Regions from separate parts of the Triticum aestivum genome. Here region 2 is linked to region 1. Evidence: chromatin contacts called from public Hi-C data. All regions are on one chromosome and are shown on one strand. The core of a region is the stretch at or near the end of the contact, and the rest is flanking DNA. Distances in the headings are between cores, read along the strand shown. Region 1 holds the start of LOC123098407 (sulfate transporter 1.2). Region 2 holds the start of LOC123098408 (low affinity sulfate transporter 3).

Evidence for each region. Hi-C and Micro-C count contacts between places; a contact is called where the count stands out from the background.
Region 2: a contact with region 1 is called in a Hi-C map of leaf, with 5 times the contacts expected there. The contact joins the promoter of LOC123098408 here to the promoter of LOC123098407 in region 1. A contact is called at or near these places in 5 of 5 Hi-C or Micro-C datasets (leaf, root and an unstated tissue) and 1 of 1 datasets of contacts at active chromatin or transcription factors (leaf).

The regions. Positions count from the first base shown.
Region 1 is chr4D:434,646,520-434,651,691 of IWGSC CS RefSeq v2.1, reverse strand. It overlaps LOC123098407 (sulfate transporter 1.2), which reads left to right and starts at 2,038. Exons shown (of 14, transcript XM_044520384.1): 1 at 2,038-2,322; 2 at 4,722-5,114. The coding sequence starts at 4,767.
Region 2 is chr4D:434,778,186-434,783,357 of IWGSC CS RefSeq v2.1, reverse strand. LOC123098408 (low affinity sulfate transporter 3) reads right to left here and starts at 2,428. Exons shown (of 12, transcript XM_044520387.1): 1 at 1,775-2,428; 2 at 1,482-1,530; 3 at 1,116-1,323; 4 at 743-917. The coding sequence starts at 2,113.

The sequences.
Region 1 (5,172 bases), core at 789-3,288:
GCAGTTCCATGATAAGATATTCATTGCTTCCGGCGGTCCTCCTCGGGGGAGGCCGCCGATATCCCATTCTTCTCTGTATCCGCTGAGAACTTCAAACGTTTGCTGCTTGAGGTGCTGCTCGAAGGCGATTGACCCGCCCCCAAATCACCCCCACTTCCATCAGTGATAGCAAGCAACTGTTTCGGTGTTCCTGAGGTGATAACTTGTTCAGCCCCAACTAGGTCCATGTTTAACCTTTTCCTCACCTCCTTGTCCACCTATATCACGGTCGCAGAATTCTTCACCGAGCTAGACGTCGTATCCAGAATTTCAGGGTCGAACTTCTCCTGCCCCGGATCCACCGGGGCGGCTGGGACAGCAACGCCCGATGGCCGAAGGTCGGCTGCCTTGGACGGATTAGCATCTGGCCGTGGCTGATTAGGAGCATCAGCATACAGCCAACCACCGTATTTTAGCTTCTTCTCATCGTGTATTCCCAGACCGCATTCTTTGTGCTCATGGCTGACAAGACCGCATACTTTACAGAACCTGACCAACTTCTCATAACGCACCAGATAAACTTGCCACTCCCTTGCATGGACAATACTCACAAATTTCGTGAGAGGCTGTTGAATATCATGATTCACCCTTACCCTGACATAGTCACCACGAGTATTGTCGTTTAACCTCATCTCTAAAATTTCTCCAGCACCCTTCAGTAGTTTCTCCACAATATTCCTTTTGCAGTATGGATTCGGCAACTTGTGGATTTGAAGCCAAATAGGCATATGAACAAACACCACGTCCTCGGCTCGGCTGAATCTGTCGTACTTGCACAAGAGCACCGCCCAGTTGCGGAACAGCCAAGGTCCTTGATACATGATGTGTTCCCAATCACCCAAACACGAGGCTTGGACAACAAATCTGTTGGGGCCGACCGGGCGAAACCTCATGCTCTGCGCTGGATTCCAGGCCGCCCTCATATGCTTGTAGAAAGCCGATGGGCTGAAGTTTTTGTCCGTGTGAACCCTAGCTAGGGCCAGCCACCGGACACTTTCATTGATCTCGGGATCATCCTCATCGATCTCGACATCCTGGAACTCCTCATCATTGAGATCTAGTTGGTCGAAGAAGTTCTCCAGGTCAGGTTTTGTGGCGCTGTCGCTCGTTGCAGAGTTGGCGTCCGAGGGGGACACCATCGGCCCACAGAAGGGGAGGACCGTCGGGGTCTATAGGCGAAGGCCGGAGACGAACGAAGGGAACCGGACTCGGAGGCGATCAGATCGCCTCAGAGGAGAAAAACCCTAGCCGCCAGCGTAGGGGAAATACCATGCATAAAACATAGCGGAGTGTGCAGTTATCTCTACTATTTTTTCGAACAACGCGTGTAATTTTTAATATGCATCCATTATTATAGGATAAGTTGCACGGGATGACAAGATGACAACTCTGTATGTCAATATGACAACTAGAGCTTTATATAGGATGCACATGTGAAAAATATATTATTGAAATAAATGTTGGTCCCACTTGACAGCCAACTCACCTTTTTTTTACAATACTCATCCTTTGTCGCGGTGTTATTCATATTTAAGTAACGAAACCTTTTAATTCCGTGGAGTTTTCTCATTCATCCTCAGCCCGAAGCCAGAGGAGCTACCGAACATGCCCTTAGTGTTATTCCAAGAGCCAGAAGCCCCGTTTGACATGGGTGCACGTCAATCTATGCATCCCATGTGTTGACAAGTGGATCTCTCATGTCAGGTTGTTAGACAAGACAACTGATGGTTTGAATAAGTTTAGATACCAACTCAAAATAAAATTAAAAAATTAGTTTGGATTGCAAATCATGGTTTGTTGAGAAATTGGCCTAAAATGAAAACCAAAACGGTAATGTTGTGATTTTGCTACAACAAACACGCTGTGCGGTCGTGTACAGTACATCATCCCTGCATGCAACGGCAGTGAACTGGCTGCCTCCCAACCCGTAAAGACTTGCCGTAATATCGAGCAAGGTCAACGTGGCAACAGGCGGTTAACTTCCATCCCGTTCTTCACGCCTGCGCTGCCTCCCCCACCAGGTTCATCGAACCTGGACACGGTTTGACTCCCTCTCTCGCTCTCTCCTTCTCTCTTTTCGCTTCTTCCTCCCCCAATCTTTTAAATAGTGATGAAGGCGCTGTCGTCGATCTCCTGACCCACAATCGCGTCCACGTTCGAGGCGACCCTCCACCATCCAATCTGCTGGAAGGTATAGTCGGAGTAGAACACTGGCGGGGCCCAGGAAAAGCCAGGAGGAAAAGGTCCGGAGCTCCACGAAGGTGCTCCCAGAGGAACAACACAGTAAGAAAGACCACTTGTTCCTTCTTTTCGATTTCTCTCTTGCTTTTTCTCGAATTTTTTTCTCCCTTTTGGCACAGCTAGGCAGGCAAAAGCCCCACAGAAAAGTTCTTTTTCAACCGCGTGTTCGTAAAGGGTTTTAGTTCCCGCCTTTGTTTTATCACCTTCTCTCTGTTCTTTTTGTGGTTGCATTCTTTTTCAGGCCTTCATTGTTCAGTTTTGACTTTTGAGTGATCTATAGATGATTTCTGGAATGTTAAACATGATTTTTTTTCCTTAGATTTGTGTGATAGGATAACTGGACCAGATCACTACAGGTGACTTGTTCTTCTGCTGTCTATTTCTGTCTTGGGTTTTACAGTAGAAAGAAATATCATTGGGTTCTTACAGGGGAGTTCTTGCGATCTCTCACAATTTTTCATGAAAGAATACCATTTCATCATGTATTCTAGTAGAAAAATGCCATTTTGTCATGCATGTGTGGAACTTGGTCTACACAGAGCTGTTACTGTCTTACTGAACATTGTAGATGCTCCCATCCTGAAACTGTATTGAAAATAGCAGAGCACCACTGGGTCACCACTAGAACGGAAAGATGGAGAGAGGAAAAAGGCTAGCAGCAACGTGTGCCAGGGCCACGGTACATTCGCAAGCAAGTGATTAGAGCCACCAAGAGTGCATGGAATCTATTAGGCAGAGGAGCACGTCGGTTGGTCTCTCTCAGCCTCTCAGTCTCAGCTGTGCATTAGGACCCTCCACCTACATCAGGAACCCATCACATTAACCTGCCTTTTGACCGGTTCTTTGACCAGGTTCATGCAAATGGCATACCTTGTTTTCCAAACGCTACTAGTACTAGTTAATTAGTGAAAATTAAACTAGTAGTTGATCAAACGATCTGTTTTCGCGATGACTAACTGTGCCGATCTCCAGTCTGATTCTGTACTTCTGCTGCCGCAGATCATGTTCAGACGGTGCATAATTAGAGTTAACAACTGCATTATTGGGGCCTGGCTAGACCGGGGGGCAGCTTATTATAACTTATAACATGCCATAAGTAGTGGAACTTGTCCATAACTACGGTTTAAGAAATTGTATTGTCGTTCCCTTGATGACTTGATCAATTAGCCACCTTGTACATACATACTGGAAAGATGAGTATGCTGTGACTGCATACACAAGGCAGAGTAGAGTAAATAGCAGCTAGGGTGTGATGCTCTCATAAGCTGGTGAGAGCAGAACAAGCGAGAGTGCCTGGTGTTTCCCAAAGTTTCTTTTGCAGTGGTCAGTCTCCTCTGAAACCGCCATTTCTAGTGGCTTCACAAGTCATGACACATGCATTTGATCAAGCCTGAATGTCAAATTGCAAAAGTATGGTTCTTTTATTGGTTGGAGTTCGATTGCATATTAACCGAACGTGTGCATGACTGGGCAGGCCTGGAAGAAAATTGTTCCTTTTCAGCTAACAAAACTGCCAACATTTCAAAACTGCAACTTGATGGGGATTGCTAGTAGTAGTATAACTTAATAAGTTTGCCATGTAGATGTAGGGGCACATCACATACAACCATATGTTTTCTCAAGTCCACTCTGGCCCATATGTGTTTTCTGCAATCACATTCAAGCACATAGAGAGAGCTGAAACCCAGTTTGATTGTTCCTTCTGTCACCTGTCGCTGAAACCATTTGATTGTTTTCGCGGAAATGATTTACAAGTTCAGCAAGTGATGAGCTGTGAGAATAACCTATTCATTAGGGTAGGCGTTTCCCGCGCTATGCTGAATGTGGTGCAATTTTCGACGCAGATTCATAATTTGCAGCTTAGCTTATCTCTTGGCCCTCCAATTAAAATATAGGGGTTGACCTTCATCACGGGCGGAGCTTCTCTGCATCTATATATAATGGACATTCCCTAGCTTCTGAACAATCAACACAAAGCAGCAGGCCTCTGGCTGAGTGTCTCCAATAGTCATCCTTGTGTAGGTTTTCTTTCCTTGGTCCATCAAGTCTTCATTCATGGTTATGAATGATATGCAATGATCAGTGGTGTTGGTGCTTCCATTCTAGCTTGATATATATTTCTTGTTGTTCATGCATAAGTTTCTGATTCCTTCCTTCAGTTCCGGAGAAAAACACCTATGGTCTTGGTTTCCTTGCTGTAAATTGTTTCATTCAGTTGATCAGTTCAGAGCTTAGTTGCACCATGCATGCAGATGGATGGTCATGCATGTCCATGTGTGTGTGTGTGTGTGTGTGTGACTAGTACTAATGATTTCTCCGTCTGAAATACATGGAGAGTTCGTTTCTAGTTCTAACTTCAGTTTCGCAGTATATGCTAATTATTTCGTCCGACGTACATAGGGATTGATGTTCTCATTTCTCGCTCGCTGCCTTATTTCCAGACAGACGTATCCATCTGCACATAGGTGCAAGCAACGTCGGCAAAAATGCCAAGAACCGTGTCGGACGGAGGCGAGGACTTTGACGGCGACGTCTCCAGCCAGACGGGGTCGCACCGTCACACAGACAGCAACAGCACCCACCACCACCATGGCTACAAGGTCGGGTTCCCGCCGGCGAGGGGCCTCTTCGCGGAGTTCGCCGACGGGGTGAAGGAGACGTTCTTCGCCGACGACCCGCTGCGGGAGTACAAAGACCAGTCGAGGTCCAAGAAGCTATGGCTCAGCCTGGTGCACCTCTTCCCGGTGCTGGACTGGGCCAGGAGCTACAAATTCAGCATGTTCAAGGGGGACTTCATCGCCGGCCTCACCATCGCCAGCCTCTGCATACCTCAGGTAACATCTCACTAGCAAGGAAAGCTGCTTTTTTTTGCGTAGTTGCATGCACAGGCAG
Region 2 (5,172 bases), core at 1,179-3,678, 130 kb before region 1:
GACATGTTTAGTCAATCTCGTACGACACCACGTAGTACAACTGTTGAGAGGATAGGGGATCTCTGTTCCATCGGAGCTGAGATCTACTGCTCTCTCACTGTTCGACTAACATTTTAGTCGATCCGATAAAGCTCTGTCAGAAAATAGCCGATCCATGCCGGGGGCGATCCTCCTTTTCTAAAAAATACCCCTTCCGTAAAAAAATATAAAAGCGTTTAGATTAGTCCTTTTCTAAAAAAACACTTTTATATTTGTTTACAGAGGGAGTACGCCCTAATTAAGACGTTTTTTTTTGTTCTTGTTGGCGGCAACTCCAGAAGGACCCAGCTGAGGAAAGGGTTTGCTAGTTGCTTGTGCTATGTTGATGATGCTTGTATTCTTGTGCGTGTCACGGGGTGCCTGGGAAATTAAGACAGCATTTGTCCCTTGCTACCAATATCATGTGGCATATTGCGGAGAAGACGATAGGGACTAGCATTTCTATCTGGCATAATAAGTTTTGGTGGCACCTCGACCACCCCTTTTTTGAAACCTCCCAGCCGTCTAATAAGTCCAAGTGAGCATAGCATATAATGAGTAAAGCAGACAAGAAAGTGACACTTATATCGACTTAAATGACTTTATTTTGTTCCATTATCCGTTAATCGATCTTGTTACCGCGTCAGTCACTCAACGTACGTGTGGTGTCGGTGAAATTCAGAGGGTAAGTTTATGATGATGGCAGGAGATGGGCGAGACTGACGGGGTCGTGGAGCGCGGAGAAGACGGCCTTGGCGACGGCTACGACGTCGGTGCTGTTGGTGAAGCGGGAGAGGCCGAGGAGGCCCTTGAGCTGCTGCAGCCCGATGACGATGGCGGCGCCGCCCATGAACCCCACGATGGCCGCGTGCGACAGGAAGTCCACCAGGAACCCCAGCCTGCATGCACCACAGTTTTCTTATCTTATTAACCGACGCGACGCGACGCGACGAGACGAAACGAAACGACCGGCCCGGGCACACACTCTCGGTCAGTCAAGACTCGAGAGTCGGCTGCCGGTCCATGGTCGAAAACAGAGCAGAGCTGCACTTGAACTTTTCAAAAATATAAAGAGAGTAAACAATTCTACGACGTACCTGAAGAGTCCGAAGGAGACCTGGAAGACGCCGGCGAGGAAGGTGACGGTGAAGACGAGCGTGCGGTAGGTGACGGGGTCCACGGCCGGGTCCACCACCTTCTGCACCATGGACGACAGCAGCAGCGACACCACCGCCACCGGCCCGATGGCGATCTCCCTCGACGTCCCCATCACGGCGTAGATCAGCGGCGGCACCACGCTCGTGTCTGCCCATGCCGCCACACATGTCACGTCAGTCGTCGTGCCAACAAGAGATCGATTAGTCCGGAGCAGTGGGATCGAAACAAAACATGGCGATGCAAATTATTTCAGGAGATATTACAGAAGCGAGGCAAAACAAAAGCTGGTGAGTTGTGATGCTTACAAAGGCCATACTGGGGGTCCAGCTTCGCCAGATTGGCGTATCCAATGCTCTGCACACAGTGGATTAATTAGCATTTTCAGATCGATACGGAGGAGCAGATCATCACTGTGAACGTCAAGATATATGTCTAGGCAAAAACTGCGTAGATGATTAATGCTCCTTTTTGATGTCAGTCGCTGACCAAGTTATGCAAGACAAAAACTGTTTGTTACTAGTAGGAGAGAGAACTGAAGCGCGCACGTATGGCGTCACCAGTGATCGCACGATGGCGTTCGGCGGTGGCGCGCACGTACCTGCGGGATGCCGAGGCTGGCGAGCGTGAGGCCGGCCATGACGTCGCTCCGGAAGGACTTGAGCGTGTAGGTCCTGCCCCACTGCAGCACCGGGAAGACGGCCTGCAGCGCGGCCAGGACCCACGCCCACCGCGGCGGCCGGCGGTCACCACCGTGGCCGCTCCCGTGCGGGCGGAACGCCTTGCCGACCACGCCGACGAGCTCCTCGCGCAGGCTCGGCGGCCGGGGGCTGTTGAGGACGAGGCCGGCCGTGTCGGGCCGCCTGGACACGTCGAATGTCGACGGCGGCGGCACCGTGACGGCCGTCTCGACGGCTGCCGTGGACGACGACGACTCCATGAATGACGGACGGTAACTGAAGTGTTTGGGGGAACTCCCGCTTGGTCTTAAAAGGGGGCTCTTGTTGTTGGATAGATGGAGGAGAGAATCTCTCGAGGGTGAGGTGACACGATCGACTGCGAGGCGGGCGGCTGGTTGCTCTAGATTTCCTCTGGTGTAGACATCACCGGCGACGAGTCACGGTCGTCGTGGATTGCGATATGATTCCTGGGGAGAGGTAGACGACACCCATGCACATATGAGCCCCCGGCCTCGAGAGAAAATTCGCTCGCTCTCGGAGGCGGGATGCGTGTGTGCGGCCGTGCGGATGCAGATTGAGATGTTGGGTGCTATATATGGGTGTGCGCTAGTGCTGCCATGGACAATGCTCACAAAGCTGGCCACATGCATCTCGGTGGCCACCACTTTCACTGATTCCTCGATGATTGGCTCTGCTGCTGCTGCTACTGCATCTTAGAGCATCTCCGGCCGTTCGGCCTCCCAGGGCGCCGAAAAACTGCGCCCCCAGCCACGGCCCCAGCCCCCCCCTCCAGCCTTGGCAAATTCAAACATAGTTCATTCCCGCGCCCAAAAATAAACGCCACAATCCGGCGATCAAGCGGTGATCGGCGATCGATGAAAAGTTCGGCGTACAAAAATCAGAACAGAAACGCGCATCAGACGGCGAGGTCGGCCTCCGGCGTCGGCGGAGTCGGCGTGCGCGGGCTTGACGTGGTCTCTGTGCTTGGCGGCGTGGCTTCTGCGCTGCGGGCAGTCTTGGCGGCATCATCGGTCGGGCTTGTTGGCGGCGTCGGCATGCGCGTGGGCGTGGGCGGCGTCGTCGTGGGCGTGGGCGTGGGCGGCGCCGTCGAGGGAAGCTGGTCCAGGATGAGGCCGACATGCGCCCTGTACCACGCCTTGACCGCCTCGTCGGTGCTCTAGAGCATGTCCGCCCCGCCCAGCAGGAAAGCCAGGTCGGTGTTCCTCTTTTTCGCGGCGACGTTGGTCCGGAGTAGGTCGAGCTTGACGGCGCTTGTCGACATCAACGCTGACCACCGCGCCTCGGTCTTCTCTTCACGAAGGACGGCCCGGGCCTGTGCGTCGGCGAGGCAGTGCTGGATGGATTCTTGCACGCGAGCGGTGGCCGCGTCGGCGTGTTTCCCCTTCTTGGCACCTTTGTTGCTGTTCGGCCGCCCTTCTGACGCGCCCGGAGCCGGCGCGTCCGGCTTGTATGTCTCCTTGGCCTTCTCGAGGGTGCGCCGGACTTCCGCCCACTTGTCGCACTTGTCAATGCGCTTGTAAACGTGGAGGTACTTGAACTCGGCGTCGTTGTTGCTCTGCCTATACAGGCCGAACATGCGCAGCAACTGCGCGGGGACGGACAAACAGTTGGCGGGCGCACACGGCGAAGAGAGACGAGAGACCGGCGTGGCATACCTGATCCTCAATGCTGGCGCCGCTCTCCGGGCGAGCGGCCACCTCCTCGACGACACCATGCCATTTGTTGCACGCCCCCTGGATGCGCCCCCAATGGTTCGCCATCGCCTTCGACCCGCGCTGCATGTAGATGCCTTTGAAGTAGGGGTCGACGAGCTTGCGCTCGTCGAACTCGGCCTTGATGCGCGCCCAGTATGTGTCGATGCTCTGGTTCGCGCCGGTGGTCCGGTCGAGGCAGACGACTTTCCATGCCTCGGCGAGGCATTCCTCCTCCTTGGACGCCCACTTGATGCGCGGCTCGGCTGACCTGGCCGTCCGCTTCTTCTTCTTGCGCCTCCTCACCGGCTCCTCCTCGTCCTCGTCCTCCTCCTCGTCCTCTTCCTCCTGCTCCTCCTGCTCCTCGTCGCCGTAGACGTAGCCGAGCTCGCCGTCCATGCCGCCGCTGAGATCCACCGCCTCATCCACGGTGAACCCGGGAGACGCGGCGGCCGCGGACAATCCTTCCGCGATGATGTCGTCCATGTCGGTCTCTGTCTCGTCGGCGTCGCCGAGGTGCGAGAAGGGCAGTGCGCAACGGCAGAGAGGGGGCGTCGGGGAGGACGCGTACGCGGGCGGCGAGTAGTTGTATGGAGGGTACTGCACGCCGGTGAAGGCGGGCGAGGGCGTGCGCTGGGCCGGGTGTCCATGGGGGAACGTGACATTTGGGTTGAACCTACCGTGCACGTCCCCGTCGGCGTAGCCCGGCGATCCCCATGGCTGCGGCGTCGGAGACCCGACACCTTGCTGGCCCCAGGGCGCGTACGGCGCGTGGTTGCCGGGGGGATTCATCATCCCCGCGCGTGCCGCCTCGGCCTCGGCCTGGTCCGCGGCAGCGGCACCCGCAGTCGCGCGTGCCGCGTTGTCACGGGCCTTCTTGGCGAGGGCCCTGTTCCGCCGGTCGGCGGTGACGGCCTCCCGTCACTGTACTTCTACCCTCCAATCGGCGTTTGTCATGCCCGGCGGCTTGGACGGCGGCGCCCTCGGCTTCCTCTGCTTCGGCTGGGCGACGGAGGCGGTCGCGGTTGCCGCGGCGCGGGGGACGACGTACTTCTTCGGTGCCATGGCGGCCGGCTGGGAGGCGAGCGGGAGAGAGAATGGCGGGAGGAAAGGAGAAAATGGGAGGGAACTGGGGGAAAAGCGGGGAGAAACGGCGGGAAGAGGCGCTCGACTCGGCGACAGGGCGGACCCACGCGCCTTTTCGCTTGTGCCGGCTCCCCAGGCGCCCCCAGGGCGCCGGGTTCTGCCTGGGTCCGCCAGCACCAGATTCAGCCCGTGCCGGCGAAAAACGGGCTTCTGGGGGGGGGGGGGCTGGGCCGTTTTTTCGGCGCCGGCGCGGCAAAAACGCATGGGGAGGGCCTGTTGGGGGCGCGGCTGGAGATGCTCTTACTCGTACTACTACCTCCTCCCATTGCAGCTAAATCAACCAGTGTGGGAGGACAAATGTGTACTTAGAGCAACTCCAACGCGCCTACCCATTTTGTCCGCGCGTGTCCGTTTGAGTCGTGGCGGACAGAAAAGTCGGCTCAACGCGCCGACCTAAATGCACGTGCGTCCGCTTTTCGTCCGCCTGCCGACCCATTTCAGGCCCAATTTTGAGCCTGATT